Regions from separate parts of the Mus musculus genome. Here region 1 is linked to region 2. A link is a contact called in public Hi-C data. All regions are on one chromosome and are shown on one strand. Each heading gives the region's core, a stretch centred on a gene start, on an enhancer-like site or on the middle of the called end of the contact. The rest is flanking DNA. Distances are from core to core; before and after follow the strand shown.

Evidence for each region. Hi-C and Micro-C count contacts between places; a contact is called where the count stands out from the background.
Region 1: a contact with region 2 is called in a Hi-C map of bone marrow-derived macrophages, with 2.7 times the contacts expected there. The contact joins two enhancer-like sites. A contact is called at or near these places in 3 of 484 Hi-C or Micro-C datasets (bone marrow-derived macrophages and trophoblast stem cells) and 2 of 115 datasets of contacts at active chromatin or transcription factors (embryonic basal ganglia and embryonic stem cells).

The regions. Positions count from the first base shown.
Region 1 is chr14:64,366,361-64,370,134 of GRCm38.p6, forward strand. All of the region lies in intron 1 of Msra (methionine sulfoxide reductase A), which reads right to left. Among named protein-coding and RNA genes, the nearest start is that of Gm52130, 38 kb to the right of the region's middle. Within about 2 kb of position 2,066, at least 58 of the 459 cell types and tissues checked have an H3K27ac peak or open chromatin away from gene starts, as enhancers often do. A contact at or near this core is called in bone marrow-derived macrophages, where this site is marked.
Region 2 is chr14:64,183,754-64,188,069 of GRCm38.p6, forward strand. All of the region lies in intron 5 of Msra (methionine sulfoxide reductase A), which reads right to left. Among named protein-coding and RNA genes, the nearest start is that of Gm52129, 13 kb to the right of the region's middle. Within about 2 kb of position 2,323, at least 74 of the 459 cell types and tissues checked have an H3K27ac peak or open chromatin away from gene starts, as enhancers often do. A contact at or near this core is called in bone marrow-derived macrophages, where this site is marked.

The sequences.
Region 1 (3,774 bases), core at 816-3,315, 180 kb after region 2:
TGATCTCTTCACTGCCCAGTTTTGTTATGGTAACATACCCCTCACCATGAGAAGAAGACTTAAAAGGTCACCAATGAGTGCCACATGCTTGGACAGTGGACAGCCTCCTTATCTGTGATAACTGGAGTTTGATATCCTTACTTTCCACCAAGAAACAGGAAAGACCACTAGAACTCTACCATACTCACCTGGGCCTCCCCATGGACATTTACCATAGTCAACTCTGAACAGGGAAGGAGACAAGAAGGTGGTAACAATTTATAGAAAAAAAAATTGTTATGGCTAGAATGGCTCACACATTGGAACACTTGGTCACAGCTGGTGGCACTGCTCTGGAAAGTTCTCAAACCTTTAGGAGGAGGGGCCTACTTGGTGGACATCAGCCACTAGAGATGGGTTCCACCTAAGCTATCTGTTTCTTGGTCTGTCCAGATGTAGAGAGCTACCTCCTCCTGTTCCTGCCACTGTGAATGATGCTACTCCATGGGCCATGTCTTTGCCACCATGCTGGACTGGAAGCCATGACTCAAACCCTCCTCACTCAAGTGCCTTCTGTCAAGCATTTTGTCACTGGATAAGAAAAATCAGTTATAAGTTGTCCCCTGGATCAAGGATGGCACAGAGTTGAAAGGCAGCAGGGACAGGTTGAGAAAAGGAGCAGTGGAAGGGGAACTAGATGGAGAAGTTTGTGGGAGGGAGGCAGGGGAAGCCATTGGGAAGAGAGGGACGTAGAGATGAGACACACTGACTTGGGAAAGCCCAGTTGTCTCTCTCCTTGCCTCTCACCTTCTTCAGCATAGCACCTCCAGTCTAGCCTAGCCAGCTTAGTCTCTAACCTTCTGCCTTCTAACTCTCTGAACAGTATACTCCACTTCTTCACATAACATCAGACTTGCCACTTTACAAGTTTACAGTAAGACAACTTTTAATTGTAAAGTTTTAAAGGATTACATGACTTTTCATTCTGATTCAAAATGTCAGCCCAACCTCACACTGTCCATGCCCCAGATTTACCTCATTAATATAGTAGTTTGTTCAGTGATGATAAAATATTCTTGTGCAGCTGTCTCCAGAAGTTTTCATCTGATAAGACTGAGGCTCACTCTCCATTAAACAACACTCTCTAGACCACTGCCAGACTCTGGCAACCATTCTACCTTAGAACTCAACCAATCACTATTTGTCCTTCTTTAACAAACTCTATCTATCTATCTATCTATCTATCTATCTATCTATCTATCTATCTATCTATCTATCTATCTATCTATTATCTATCTTTCCATAATATCTTCATGCTTTGCCCATTTTGCAATATCAGAATTCCTTTCCTTTTGCAAGGCTAACCGTGGTGGTTTGAATGGGAACTGTTCCCCCTACAGGCTCGGGCATTTGGACACTTGGTCCTCAATTGGTGGCACTGTTTGGAGGGGTTTAGAAGGTGTAGCCTTTCTGGAAGAAGTCACTGGAAGTAGGCTTTGAGAGTTTATAGTTTCACCTGGCTTCCCCATCTATTTCTTGCCTGTGATTGAGGATATGAGTTCTCAGCTTCCTGCTCTAGTCACTATGTCTGCCTGCTGCCATGTCTGCCCACCATGATGGAATCTTATTACCCTTTGGGAACCAGAAACCAAATGAACTCTTCTATCTATAAGTTGCCTGATATGGTGTTTTATCGCGGCAACAGGAAAGTTGCTAACACATTTACAAACACTCTACTGAATAGAAACTCACCTCACTCTCCTCTTGTTTATCCACTCATCCATCACTAGATACTAGGCTAGCTCCACCTTTTTTTGAGATTGTGAATAATAAAGTTGTATGTGGAGGGTGAGGAATTGAACAACCTCTTTCATCAGGCATAGTACTGTCTCTCCTTGAAATAATTTTTAAACTCATTTCTTTACTAAACAGGTCACCCTGAGAATTTTTTTAATGATGATAAATATTTGTTGTGCTGATTTCCCAGTCCACTCGATACCCTATCGCTGACTTAGCCAATGTCTGCAGGCATCCAGGCTAGTGACTGCTTGGGATTCATTACAGCCTCATGACTCAGACCAGTGACTCATCCTTCTGTCAAGAAAGTGTTAACTGGACAAAAAGAATTTGACTCACACAAGTTCTTGGTCTGAGTCATGAAGACAAACCTCACCAGTGATTTCACACTTGTTATATTTAGACTTTTATGACTCGATTCCATTTTATTTTACTTTATTCTACTTATACACACCACACACACACACATTCACACACACAGATATACACATACATATGTGTCTCTGTGTTGTTTTACACACACAAAGACACACACATATTTATACACAGAGAGGGTGTTTTCTGTAATTTTCAAGCTGAAGTCAAATTGTCTGAACTTTCAAGATTTTCCTGCTCATTGTATACACACACAAAGCCTATTATCAGTCTAATGAAGTGGGCTGAGCTTCTGAGGAAAGGGGAAGGCTAATTAAAACCAAGGATGGTTTTATATGCACCCTCAGGTCTGTTTTGAAGAAAATCTCATCTCAGAGCAAATTGGCCATCAAGAATTAGGGAAGTAAAGATCAGCTGATGGAGCATTGATAATGGAAGGTTTACAGTCCTATGTCCTTAACATACGTACCAAGACACGGCCATCGCATCAGCTCTCATATAGAGAATGAAACACAAGACTGAGACATTCCTTTTTTGGCATAACTATCATTAGGAGTCTATGCCCATCCTGAATTCTGGCCAAACTGGTGTCCTGACCCAACCTAAGCACATAAGAACATTCTCCATTCCAATGTTTTTCTACTACATCCTTCCAACCAGTTAAGTTCCCTCCAAGCCTTCCTTGACACTCCTTGACAAGATTCCTCCAGTCCCTGCCTCCTTTCTTATGGCTCCCAGCTGAAGCAAAGAGTTTATTAGGATTTATCACCCTGACATATCATTCTCACACTCTGCTCCAAACACACACACGTACATACACACACACACACACACACACACACACACACAGACTTCCACATATATACTAGAGAATAGTATGGGCTCCATCAAACTCTAGCACCAGTCATGACAAGGTCATATAAAATATTTCCTGTTTTTTTCAACCTGACTTGAACCATCTGGCAGGATCTCACATCCTCAGCCACACTGTTTGTGCCACACTGTCGCTATCTGCATTGTAAGTAATCAGTGATATTGCCTGCCTGCCTCAGGCCCAAGGGACATCTGGAAGAGGACCAGACAGGGACACAGAAGGACAAGGAAAGATTCTCAGGAGAATAAAATAAGAACATTGCATGTTTAAACCTTGTGCACATCTTATGCACTGGCTTCAGAACAAGGGTGAGAACAAAAGCCGGTTCTTTTGATAGAAGTCAAATTACCAAGCCAGACAGAAAAACAAACTCACGGATATCTGTCAATCAAACCAGGCCATAATTGCTATGTGAGCCTGCTTTTATTATTATTATTGTTTGTATCTGGAGAGTTGAGGTCATATATTAACACATTAATTGAAATTTTGGTCATAATTATCATGTATTAAGCTGTTGATTACATGGTTGCATTTTGAATTTTTTAATTGGTTTGTTTCAATTGATAAAAGGTAATTTGTTTGGGGAAGATGCTTCAAGTTATGTATTTAATTATCATTGAATAGATAATTAATATAGAGTAGCAATAGTAAACAATGGCTATGGTAATTATCAGGGAATACACACATTTATACAAATAGGACAAATGAATGTTCTCTCTCAGGTTGCTTTGGTCTTGCTCTGTGCTGTG
Region 2 (4,316 bases), core at 1,073-3,572:
TGAGTTTGATGCACGTTTGGTTCACAGACTGCAGTGTGTCTGCACCAGATGGCCTTGAGTTAATGAACACAAACTCATCACTTTTGCTCACCAGGGAAATGTGCAGCTCAATCTGATTTGTACTCTACAACTAAAAATATTTGAGTATTTTTAGGGAGCATTTTACCGAGACAAAATGGCACTTCAGGAAAGCATTCAAAACAAGGGACCATCCAGCAAATTGCAACTCTGATCTATGCATTGAGCAGACTCCTCAGACCATGCGTACACCAAAATTAAAGCTGTGGGCTCTAAGTTGAACATCACGGTGACCTCACTTTGGCCTGTCCCTGCCCCTCTCTCTGGCTCCAGTGTCTTCCTGAATGCTGCAGTTGTGGTCCCCAAAGTACCGAAAAGAACTCATTTCAGATGCTAGATCTGTTCATCTGCACACTAGAAACTTGCTCTTCACAGTGTCTTTGGTGCACAGGCAAGCACATGCACAGCTCTTATGCATATTTGCAATGTTTTCTTATTTGCATGTTTTTACACATAACAGTTTTTGGACCCTGAGATGACTCACTAAGTGAACGGTGTGGGACTTCCATCCTCTGCCCTCAGCTTTGACTTCTTTGGGCCTAGACTCTTCCGGGTTGTCTGCCCCAGCCAACGAAGCCGTTTATACCTCGTGATGGACCAGGAAATGGGAAACTGTTTTGTACAGCTCATTTTCCCCCTCCTCCAAGCTCCCACATTTTCTGCTGTTTTATTTAGAAATCACGGCAATTTGGCTCATGAACATCGTAGCCTCAGCTCCAGTCAGCCAGCTCTACTTATGGTGCTCTCTGAACTGAGCCAGCAACCATGTGACCGACCGGCTGCTATTCGCACTAACCAAGATTGCAGTACCCTGGGTCCACAGTCACCCACCACCCCCAACTCAGGGGCCTTTCCTGGAAGTATTTTAGAAATGCCAGCCCTGGCCCCACCCAAGACCTCAAGATCCCCAGAGGGCAGGTATGCAATAAGGCTGTGTGAGGTAACCCCTAACGGTCATGTTACTGTGGGAAGTGGTCTTGGAGTCCAGCACGCCAAGTATTCCTATAGGCTGCAAATGCCCTACAGGGAAGAGAGTTTAATCAGGTTTCTAACGAAGATGGAAGCATCAGCCTTTTGTGGATATCTTTCACAGTTTAAAAGAAAAAGATGAAAAAGAATCATATGTGTGCATATGCGAGTGTGTATGTGAATGTGAATGTGCACCTGAGTATTGCTGCTTTGGAGGACAGTGGCTTTAGACTCCCTGGAGCTGGAGATACAGGCAACTGTGAGCCACTCTATGTGGGTGCTGGGAACTGAACCCAGGTCCTCTGCAAGAGCAGCAAGAGCTCCTGACTATGGAGACATCTCTCTACTTCCCTTGTTTGTGTTTTACTGTGATCATCTACAAACAACAAAAAAGTTACTGTTAGCAGAAACACTATTACTATTACGGACACACTATCTTTTAGGAGAGATGAGCTCAGAGAGGGGAATCAGGCAGGATCTCATTTGGACTTGGGTGATTGGTCACACGAAGAGTAGGCTTCCAGACAAGGTCCAGGGTCTCAGAGCATATGGGGCATTTGATTCTCTTTAGAATGTTTAGCTGAACTGTTCTGTCAAGGAATTCTAGAGCAGATCCAAAGAATTACAGGAGACAATAGTTTTGTGCAGTGGTTTTAAAGACCTGCTTGGTTGGCATCAGGGCAGGGCAGTAAGATAACTTCTGATTACTGACCACGTGTAGCCTGGCTGACTGGCAAGTGACTTCGATGGTCCTGAGTGACCCTGTGACTGGCAAAGGAGAAGCTGGTGACTCTGGAGATGGAAGTAGGAGGTGGATCTAACTCAGAGAGGCAGCTATGCTGGGTCTGGAGTCATGTAACTCAGAAATGCACCCTACCAGCAGGTTCACAGGACACCAGAGCAGGAAGGGCTTTGCTCTGTCTACCCACCCAAGGATGTCACATCTGACCTTCAGAAGCCACAAGGACACTGAGAGGAGAGCAATACAGGCCCAGACTGACCTACCCAACCCTGTAACCTTGTTAGGACTTGAGGTGGGCTAACCCTAGTTGAGAAACAGTGGAAAGCAAAATGGTTTCCACAGAAGCATCTGTTGGTGAGGAAAGAGAATTGCAGAAGGATGTTTGTTTGAAAAGCATTAAAATTCAACCTTTGGAGAAGAAAGACCAAAGCCCTGAGACCACTTAAGGTTACTGGTTTGTGACTCATGACTTTGCATAAAAGGAGAAAGTGCCCCGAATGTCCTAGCAGGTTATGGGGAAATGAAACTGAGCAAGGCCTCCTGACTCAGGCTCAGCAACTTCCTTTAAAGTCAGAAGTTAGAGCAGCCCAAGGGAGACCTTGCCTTTACTGAGTTTCCTTGTCACTCTGGACTTTGTCTGTGACACTTGTGGGCCATCTGAGGATCCTGGGGACTCTGCCATTCTAGCATCCAAGAGTCTCTTACAGAGAACTCAAAGGTGACCTGTCCCATACATTAAGGACAAGCAGGTATTATGATATGAATATAAACTCTACTGTTGATAGTCCTGAGAGCAGAAATGTCCAACTGTGCTGAGTTATTAGGACAGAGGTTCCTGCCTGAGTTACTTGTCTTGTTTCTGAGACTAGATGCCCAGCAAAGACAAACTGAAAAAGGGAGGGCTATGTTAGCTCAAGTTCTAGAGGGGATACCACCATCATGGTGGGAAGGCCTGGCGGCAGAATGACGAAGCTGGTCATGTTCCCATCCACAGTCAGTAAGTGGAGAGAGAGGAATGCTGGTGTTCAGCTTGCTTCTTCCTTCTCTTCAGTTCTGGATCCCAGATCCTGGGATGGTGCTGTCCACACTCAGAGTGGGCTTTCCCACCTCAGTTGATCCATCCTCTCTAGAAAAAGACACGCTCCGAAGTTTTTCTCCTAGATGATTTTAAACTCTTTCTGGTTGACAATCAAGAGTACTGTATTCATGAGACCACCATGATTGAATCTGGGTAGCTTTATAGGGAAAGGAAAAGGGACACAGAGAGATATGCACACAATACACATCTACTCCTGCCGTGGGAGATGTACCTGGGGAGCCCTGTCAGAGCCTGTGCTGTGCTGTTTGGACTTCTGCCGCTATGGACAAAAGCAATGCCTCTTTTCATATATATGTGTGTGTGTGTGTGTGTGTGTGTGTGTGTGTGTGTGTGTATGTGTGTGTGTGTGCATGCACACATTTGCATGTGTGCACATGAAACATGTTGTGTGCAGGCGCATGTGTGGGGACCCATATGTATAGCATGCATGAAGAGGTCAAAGGACAGCCTCTGGGGTTGATACCTGGACACCTTCTGCCTTTTGTTTGAGATAGCATCTCTCACTGGCCTGGAACATTGCCATATAGACTAGGCTAGTTGGCCTGTGAATCCACCTCCCATCTTGTCCTCACTGGAATCAGAGGCATGTACCACCACATCTGGCTTTCACAGGAGTTCTCTAGATCTAAACTTAGATCCTTGAACTTGTAAGGCAAGTGCTTTACAGACAGAGGCACCCCTCCAGTCCACTTAATTTCTTTATTAAATACTTTGTTTCTGGTATTTTGCTATAGTGTTAAATGGACTAATCCAGTGACTATCATGCTTCTCTACCCAGAAGCCCTTGTTCTCTGTCTGCTTGGGTCTTGTGACTCCATGAGAATGAGAGTTGGTGTTTGAATAAACTAAGGAATCAAGAAAGGGGAAGGGGAATGTCCAATGGCCAAGAAGACAGCACCTGTGAAAGTGACCGATGACATCACCAGCACTGAAAGAGCGGAGGGAACTGCACATTATACTGCAACCACTTCCCGTCACCAACGGAACCCAGAACGGCTGCTTTGCAAGCCCACAGCAGGAGAGGCGAACCTACTATTGCTGGGAATGCTGTCACCCACCAAAAGCCACTTCTAAATATAAACTTCAACAGCTAAATAATAGATGTATTCTGCTTTGTGTGTAATTGCTTTAATTTATGGTTATTGTATATAATTTGCATTACCTAATCATGTTTTAAAATGAAGCAATATATTGCATATAATCCTTTGGATTTCTGCAGGCACTCAGTCTCTTCTGCTCTCCCAGACTGGCATTCTGCATGGCACTGGGATTCTCTGGCTATTATTTTTATCGGGTAGGGAACCTAAGAACCTAAACATATGGTGACCATTTCAAGAGGCCACCCTCCTGCCCATAGTGGCCATCACCCACAGTGACAATCCCAGGTAGCCACCTTACCATTCAGTGACCATCTCAGGAGGTCACACA